Regions from separate parts of the Rattus norvegicus genome. Here regions 1 and 2 are each linked to region 3. The links are chromatin contacts, called in public Hi-C maps. All regions are on one chromosome and are shown on one strand. The core of a region is the stretch at or near the end of the contact, and the rest is flanking DNA. Distances in the headings are between cores, read along the strand shown. Region 1 has its middle 54 kb from the start of Ahctf1. Region 2 holds the start of Cdc42bpa (CDC42 binding protein kinase alpha). Region 3 has its middle 18 kb from the start of Psen2.

The links. A called contact is a pair of places that touch in the nucleus more often than the background predicts.
Region 1: a Hi-C map of hepatocytes shows a contact between it and region 3, with 4 times the contacts expected there. The contact joins two enhancer-like sites. A contact is called at or near these places in 9 of 12 Hi-C or Micro-C datasets (the A7r5 cell line, Schwann cells, frontal cortex and 5 more).
Region 2: a Hi-C map of kidney shows a contact between it and region 3, with 2.4 times the contacts expected there. The contact joins the promoter of Cdc42bpa here to the enhancer-like site in region 3. A contact is called at or near these places in 2 of 12 Hi-C or Micro-C datasets (Schwann cells and kidney).

The regions. Positions count from the first base shown.
Region 1 is chr13:94,120,577-94,123,511 of GRCr8, reverse strand. No RefSeq gene overlaps it. Among named protein-coding and RNA genes, the nearest start is that of Ahctf1, 54 kb to the right of the region's middle. Within about 2 kb of position 1,536, at least 12 of the 93 cell types and tissues checked have an H3K27ac peak or open chromatin away from gene starts, as enhancers often do.
Region 2 is chr13:94,214,455-94,217,248 of GRCr8, reverse strand. It overlaps Cdc42bpa (CDC42 binding protein kinase alpha), which reads right to left and starts at 1,290. Exons shown (of 37, transcript NM_053657.2): 1 at 585-1,290. The coding sequence starts at 762.
Region 3 is chr13:94,496,959-94,499,658 of GRCr8, reverse strand. It overlaps a transcript of Psen2 not described here. Among named protein-coding and RNA genes, the nearest start is that of Psen2, 18 kb to the left of the region's middle. Within about 2 kb of position 1,423, at least 80 of the 93 cell types and tissues checked have an H3K27ac peak or open chromatin away from gene starts, as enhancers often do. A contact at or near this core is called in Schwann cells and kidney, where this site is marked.

The DNA.
Region 1 (2,935 bases), core at 287-2,786, 380 kb after region 3:
GGTCTAGGTCCCTCAAGGCCCCCCTGAGAGGCTGCAACCTGGGTTCCTAAGCCAGGAAATGTTTCTAAATCAAACCCACTCTGTTCTCTTTCACCAGTGCCTTCTTCTTGGACTCATTTCCTTGTCTGAAAGTAGGTCTAATTGGATTTGTGTCTATTTCTACAGCCCCACATACAGCCCCATTAGTTTCTAATACCATTAGAGCCTTTCAATTATGTGAGACATTAAAGGAAACATGCCATTCTTAAAAATCTTTAAACGTCCATGCATACTCCCTTGACCCAGTTTCCCGTGTCCTCTAGGGACACAGAAACCCTGTCGAGGACACCTTGCGACTCACTGTAGAAAACAAGTCAGGAACGGCAAAGGGCAGGTAGCTTGAAACTGGGGAGGGACTGGACCAGAGAAAAGCCATTTTTTCTCTCCTACATCCCAAATGTGAGGAGTTGACGAACACTAGCTGTGCTATGAAAGGAAGGAAGGAAGGAAGGATGGATGGATGGATGGATGGATGGATGGAAGGAAGGAAGGAACAAAGAAAGAAAGAAAGAAAGAAAGAAAGAAAGAAAAGAAAAGAAAAGAAAAGAAATATTCATTGATTTATGAAAGTATTAACACAGGATGGAAATTAAACACTAGTGGGAAGAAATGTATAGAGTTTGGATGTTGGATAAACTGGAGCCCTCTCAATAGATGTCAACAAAGTATTTTTAGCAAGGGATGGTGGTACAGGACTGTAATTCACCAGCAAAGACAGGAGAACCAGAGTTCACAGACACCTAGACTATATAGTGAGATTCTATCTCAAAACATCAAAACCATAAACTAATTATCATTCTTCCATTCATATTCAAAAGAATAACAAAGCCAGGTGCCGTGCTAAGACGTCTCACAATGCATCCCAACATGTCAAGGCATTCCCCGGGCTGACCTGATCAACAGTCCAAGTCTGGGGGTCACAGGGCATCCTAAAGTCAAGAGTCAAGTTCTGGGGCACAGCTACATCTCAGTAGCTGAGTGACTGCTTGACATGCATGAGGCCCTGAGTTCTCATGCATGGAGGGGGGAAGAGGAGGAGGAAGAAGAAGGAGGGAGGCAGGGAGGGACGGAGGGAAGAAGGAAGGGAATGAGGGAAAGAAAGTGGGAGGAAAGGGGAGGGAAGGGAGGACTGGAAAGGGCAGGGTCTGCAGTTTAAAGTGTATACTGCTCTTGCAGAGAACCCAAGTGAGGATTGCAGCGCCCACATAAAGCAGCTCATGACCATCTGTAACTGCAGCTCCAGGGAATCCAAGGGCTTCAGTGGGCACTACACTCCCAGACATAGACACACGTGATACATGTAACTATTTTAGAAAATGTCCTGTTTCTAGCATTCACTCCATCTGACATGCCATGGAGTCTTACTACAGAGGTTCCAAAAGCAAATCTCCTTTGCTGGGCTGACAAGGGCCAATTTAGAACTCTCTGAACTTATTTGGAGTGAAAAGACCTCTGCCACTGAGTCGTTATGTCTATTACTATAGCGCCATCTAATGGTGAGGTACATTAAAACACCAATGGCAGTCACGTGGACCCCTAGCGCTTTTTTCCATATCGAATGCTTACACAGACAGAACCCACCGTCAAGATTTTTCGGCTTTATAATTATGTGAAAGTTTTGCAGTTAGGAGACATCTCACTTCCCAGTTTTGATCCCTCCGCCCCCACCGTGAATAGGAAGTATAACACTCTCACAATGCCCGGCAGGAGCAGGAAGCCAAGGCTCCCGGTCCAACCAGGGATCCTGACGGTGAACACCTGCAAGTTTGTGCATGCTGCCTTGTCGAGTGAGATGTTTGTAGATTAGATGGGCGTTATTTTCCAGTTACCATGTCCACAGCTTGCAATGGCTTTATCAGAACACAGCCCTGTCAGAAGTCAAGAAGCATCTGTAATTTGCCTGTCTTTCCAGATAAGTCAGTATTTCCTGCTTTTCATCTGTGTAGATTAACTGTACAAAATAACGGGCTTCACTGTGACATTTCCATAATGCTTATAATGCATATTAATACATTTACCCCTCCTTATGAATCTCTTTTTCTCCTGGTCCCCATCTTCCTTCCAAATACTTCCCCTTCTATTTTAATGCCTTTCTTAAAAAAAAAAATCCATGTTCTGCTTATGAAAGAAATTTTGTTGGCTTGGCTTGGTGGGAAGTCTTGAAATACCAAGGCAAGAGGTTCAGGAGTTCAATACCATACTCTGCTACATAGTGAATGCCACCCAGTTCAAGGCCAGCCTGGGCTCCATGAGGCCCTGTCTCAAACAACAAGCAAAACCATGCAATGTTTGTCTGAGTTTAGCTTATTTTGTTTGGCATGATGATCTCCAGTTCTGGACAGTTTTCTGTCAACAACATGATTTTGTTCTTTATGGCTAAATAACAACCCAGGGTGTATATATACCATATTTTCTCTGTCCATTCACTATTGATAGGCCCTGGGGTGGTTGTATAACTAGGCCCTGGAGTGGTTGTATAACTTGATTATCATGTATAACTTGATTATCATAAATTGTATCATGATTATATATATATATATATGCAAGTATCCCTGTTGTTTGTTGTAGCTTACTAGAATTTTTTCCCCTATAGATCATACTAGGTCATTTTTAAATACATAAAAGAGTACTGGATCTGAAGTCTTTGTAGGAAGAAAATAAGTCTATATTTTGATTATCTGGGGGAGGAGGGGACATCGGTGAGAACAGAAATTTTTCTTTAAAAAAAATCTCCCAAAGCATAGTATAAAAACTAAAATCATCAATTTAAGACATTGTTTAATGTTTCCTAAAAACAACAATATCATGGATAGTGTAGCTGCATTACGCAGTATATTATAGAGAAAATAACAACATGAAACCACAGCTCTATGAGAGACCACCCACGGCTCTAGAG
Region 2 (2,794 bases), core at 41-2,540, 280 kb after region 3:
AGCTGCCTCCAAACATTCTCCAACTACATCTGCTTTACACACACACACTCACACACACACACAGAGGCACGCTATTTCTATTGTTTCTTGGGAACCTGGTAATTTTTGGAATATCCGAGTTTAGTAGTTTGTCTTGCCTGTGCTATACAGAGATGAAATTAAACCCACTGATCACCACCTCCACGTTCCTGTTGTCCTAAAATGAACGCAGGGACTTCCAATCTCCTCTCATCTCCAGTGATTTCCAAAGGCTGTGAAGGAATGTCAAAACCGACAAATACCCTCCCACTGAATGGCTGTGACAACTGTGCTCAATAATCCGATTTTGCCCACCCCAGCATTAGTTTTAAAGCTCCTATTGCTGCCCCGAAACGCAGTGAGTTCACAAACGGCAAGGCCAAACAACAAGGCAACAATTAGGAGGTACAGCTTTACTCCTGGCAAATAGTTATGAAAAACTAGGAGGGAAAAGTCTTGACTAATTGGCGTTTGTTCTTTTGTTAAGGATGCACACATCATTTTCACGATAGTTAACATTGCTCATGGCCAGCAGCCACACATTGAGTATTAAAAATAAAACTTACCCCATTCTAGATATTCAAGAATGTTCTTCTCTCTTCTCAATGGAGAATTATTGCATTCATCATAAAGACAGATGAGTATGTCCAGTAACGTCTCCACACTGAAGCACTGCCCATTGGTCTGAGCTGGCCCATCTAAAATAAACTGTTCCAACTGCCTCAAACGCACTTCTCCAGACATGTTTGCTTCGATTTCTGCTGGTTTTCTTTTAAATGCCCTTACGATGTCTACTGTTACTATCTGAACCTAAAATTTTAAAGATGTGGTTTTTAAAAATAAACCACTTGTTATTTCAACAACTGTCATGCAATGCCGGTGCTGAATTAAACATCCAATACACCAGTCACCTCACTTAACGGAAGCGTCTTCAATTTCACCCATAAACATATATATTTTGAGGGTAAGTTTCCATAAAATATAGATTTAATATTTTTAAGAGAATAATACAATTAAATTGTATATTTAAATAAAATAATAATTAAAAGTACAACGAACTAAAGAATCAACACTTCTTTCAAAAAGAAAAAAAAAACCTCCTTCATTCAAAATTCAATTCGTGCAACATAATCCTGAAACGAATCCAGTTGCATCATTAATGAATAAAGTCCCCTTGGCATCAGCAATTCACTTCCCGGGAAGAAGAAAAATTGAAAAAGGAGGGGGGGAATGTATGGAGGGGGAGGGAAAGCCAAAAATCTGCTGCAAATGCTCCCAACCTCCACTCCGATAGCTCCTGGGCGAGTCCTCCGCGGCAAAGGGAGGGCAGCTCCCGGAGCGGCTCTCCCGGCTCGGCTCGGAGCACGCCGAGCCTCGGCTCCGAGCTCTTTCTTCCTAGGGCTCTGCAGCGAGTCCTGCTTCCAGCGGACTGCGGCGAGGACGCGTCATCTTCTTCCTGGCTTCTCCCAGGGCCTGGCCGGCGGCGCGGCCGGGATGAGGCGGGCTGCGGGCGGCTCTCGCGCCGGGCTCCGGGGGCGGCGGCTACTTGGCCGAGCGAGCCCGCTCCATGCCTGCCGGAGGCCGCTGGCGGGCCGCGCCGTGCCGCCGGGCGCAGCGCCCGGGCTCCCGCTCGCGCCCCGCGGCCGCCGCCGCCGCCCCTCGGCGAGGGGCTGCGCTGACGAATTCAGAGGACGCGGGAGGCAGCCGCGGTTCGGGCAACGACTCGGGTCCCTTCTTCACAGCCCTGGGCTGAGGGCATCTTTCCTGACGGACGCAGGCGGCTGAGGCGCGGGAGGAGGGGGCGCTGCCGCCGCCGAGGAGACCTGAGGCTGCCGCAGCCCGGCTCCCAACCACTCCCTTCCTCCTCTGCCCGCCTCCCCCTCCCGCCCGCCTGCCGCCCGCCCGCCCGCCCGCGCCGCTCGCGCCCGTGCCGCCCGCGCCCGCGCCCTGGGCTCCGCGAGGCCGCTCCCGGCGCCGGGGCGCGCAGGCGGAGGCTCGCGGACTGTCCGGATCCAAAATGGCGGCGCGCCCCGCCCCCCCGACCCCGCTGGAAGCAGTGCGCTGCGGCCCAGAGGAGCCCGGGCCCAGGAGAGGGAAGGGGATCGCCTCGGCCCGTGGGGTTGCGGCGGCGGCTGCGGCAGCCAGATGGGGAGCGGGGTCCCGGACGACTCGGGTGTGGAACGCGATGGCCCAGTGAGACACGGGCTGGGAACTGCGCCACTGTGCCGCGCAGCCGCCCGGGGTCCCCGCGGTGTCCACCCCACAACCGGCCTTTTCCTCCACGTCTGCGGAGATGCCGTCTGTCCCGCACCGGTACCCTAGGCTTCCAACCGCTTTAAGACAAGACAGCCACTCCCGACGCTGTTTACCTGCCCACCATGCCCCCTACTCGGCTTTCCCACGACCCAGAGTCCTAATTTCCTGTGTTCCTAATCCACAGCATTTGTGTCATTCCCCCAGGATTGAAAAATAATAAAAAAGACTGGTCTGCTCCACCATCCACGTCGTGCATGAGGGACCTCAAAAGATAGATTCCCTTTTCTGTTTCCCAAAGTTTCCCAATGTGCAGCCTGGCGTTTTCTCCTCTAGAAAGATCCTAGATCATGTATGCCTTTTATTCTTCAGTCAAGGTTACAAGCTCCCCTCGGAGATTCAGCTCCCCCAATCAACACAATTTGCCACCGCCACCAAACCTACAGCCCCCTCTGTCAGCACACGTTTCAGGTACAGGAACAGCCACTCTGAGGCCTGATAGCAATGCAGCAAAAGCGAGTCA
Region 3 (2,700 bases), core at 174-2,673:
CCAGGAGGCACGGTCAGGAAGGACGCTAAGCACCAACACCCTGACCAGAGGACAAAAGCCAGTTTGTCGTCATGAATGCCCCCAGTGCTTTGTTTGTGATGTCTGTTACCTTTAGTATCTTAGAAGCTGAGTCCTGTTCTTATTTCTGCAGTGGACTGCTGGGAAGTGGCTTAATGACAATACCAATACATAGATGTCCCTGCTGGAATGCTGGTGTTTGGTCCTTTTGTTCTCGCCACTGTGTACTGGGGGGGCGGGGAGAAGGGCGGGGGCGGGGCTCAACCCATCATGAAAGAGGGCCGCTTCACTGCCCTGCCTCTCTTCTCTGCATGCAGTTCTTTTAACTAGAAAGTTCCGTAGCAGCGCGTTGGAACCCCACAGTTCCTTGGCCTTCGAAGGTTGTATGTGGTGTCAGAAACACTGCAAGGAAGTTGCTAAAAAGCTGAGTGATTGCTTTGACAGATGTCTGTCCTTAGTAGAAGCCAGCAAGCCAAGGGGCCAGAGGACCACCTGGGTTCAAAGTTGCTTCCAGTTCCTACAGTGGTGAAAGGCAAAGCCGCCTCCTTCCCTCTGCCTCAGCCTGCACCGGTTGCTGAGTCCCAGAAGTGCCTCTGGGTGAGGACTGAGGTCACAGAAGCTGTTGCCTTCCTGGGGCTGCATAGAAAACCCAGGTGTGTGTGCTAGCCCCACCCCTGTGTTCCAGAAGTAACACCGTGGGCTGCTGGGTACCAAGCAAGGGTTGAGCATTGAGCTCTTTGTGTGTGTGTGTGTGTGTGTGTGTGTGTGTGTGTGTGTGTGTTCCAGAAGTAACACCGTGGGCTGCTGGGTACCAAGCAAGGGTTGAGCATTGAGCTCTGTGTGTGTGTGTGTGTGTGTGTGTGTGTGTGTGTGTGTGTGTGTGTGTGTGTGTTCCAGAAGTAACACCGTGGGCTGCTGGGTACCAAGCAAGGGTTGAGCATTGAGCTCTTTGTGTGTGTGTGTGTGTGTGTGTGTGTGTGTGTGTGTGTGTGTGTGTGTTCTCCAGCAGGGATGGCACGCTGGGGACACCATGTTGGAAGATGGTGACTGATACAGAGCAGTGCCTGGGAGACCAGGGAGCAGCTAAGGATGCCGGGATAATCCCCTGTGGTGAAAGCTCTGAGGCTGGAGGAGGAAACAGAAAAGCCCATTACAATTGTCAACTACGGAAATGTTTCTCTTCCACAGAGCAGCTCTAGGGTGAGAAGTTTAAGGAGAAGGTTGGTCAATGTTTTGATCTTAGCAGCTTGAGATGTTTATGAAAGGGCTAGTGAGGGGGATGCCCGGGATAGAGGCCACATTCAGAGCCGAAAGTGGAAATAGACGGGTGCCCCGCCCCACCATGTAAACAAGCTGACGCGGGAGAGGGGGCGGGGTTGGGGGAGAAGGTGATCCGTGGTTGGTCCCTGAGGGACCCGTGATTCCTGGCATAAGACTGAGTGTTAAGATTGGGAAAACAGACATCTGTGAGGGAAGTAACGTGGATGAGTCATGGGAGAAAAAGGAAAGATCCTAGAGTAGATAAAAAAAACCTGAAGTCCTTACTTCAGGCACGTGAGCAGAAGGACCCAGCACACAAGTGGAAAAGACAAGACCAAAAAAAAAAAAAAAAAGCCTAAACAAAAAAGAAAACAACGAGAAACCTCAAACAACAACAAAACAACAAAACCCAATAAACCAAAAACCCCAGGTGTTAGCGTTCTGTCTAAGCTCCACCCCCCCACAGTTACCTGGCAACAGCCAGGTACACCTGACACTATAAAAGGGGCTGCTTGTCCCCTCCTCTCTCTCTTGCTCTTCCCCTCTTCCCCTCCTCTCCCCGTGTTCATGGCTGGCCTCTACCCCCCCTCCTCCTCCTCCTTCCTCTCTCTCTCTCTCTCTCTCTCTCTCTCTCTCTCTCTCTCTCTCTCTCTCTCCCTCTCTCTCTCTCTCTCCCCCCCTCTCTCTCTCCCTCTCTCCCTCTCTCCCTCTCTCCCTCTCTCCCTCTCTCTGCCCTGCTACCCTCTTAACTCCCCTCCCCATGCCCTGAATAAACTCTATTCTATACTATACTGTCATGTGGCTGGTTCCTCACTGGGAAGGGACACCTCAGCATGGACCCACTGAGGCACCCCCTTCCCCAGACCTCCATAGAACATATCACCCCTCTCTTTATCTTTTAAAAACACAACACCAGGAGCTCAAGATCGATCTGAGCATCCCGGAAAGGAATCAGTGAGCAGATCTGCAAAACCCTCCCCACTCCAATGGAGCCAGTCAGCTAATAGCTTCTGTATTTGTCTCAGAAACAAGTGATTTTTTTATGATATCAATACTATTGCCTTTGTATTCATTCTCGGGTCAATCTGTTCCTTTTTTAAAAAATTCTTTGACAATTTCATGTGTAATATACTTTGGTTATATTCTCCCTCATTATCCCCCTCCCCCAAGGACCCTTCTTCTCACCAAGAAGTCTTTTGCTCTCCTGACTTTTCTTGCTCTTTGTGGCCCATTACATTCAGGGCTGCCTGCACAAGTGTGAGCGAGGGGTTATTTATCCGAGCAAGGACAGGTTATGACCCCCAGCAATCATGAGCTCCTCAGGGAAGGGTGGGCCATTGCGGAGCCCTCCCCATCCATGGTGGACTGTTCACAGGCGTAAGGCCAGTTGGTACAAAGCCGGTTTTATTTCAGATGTTGGCA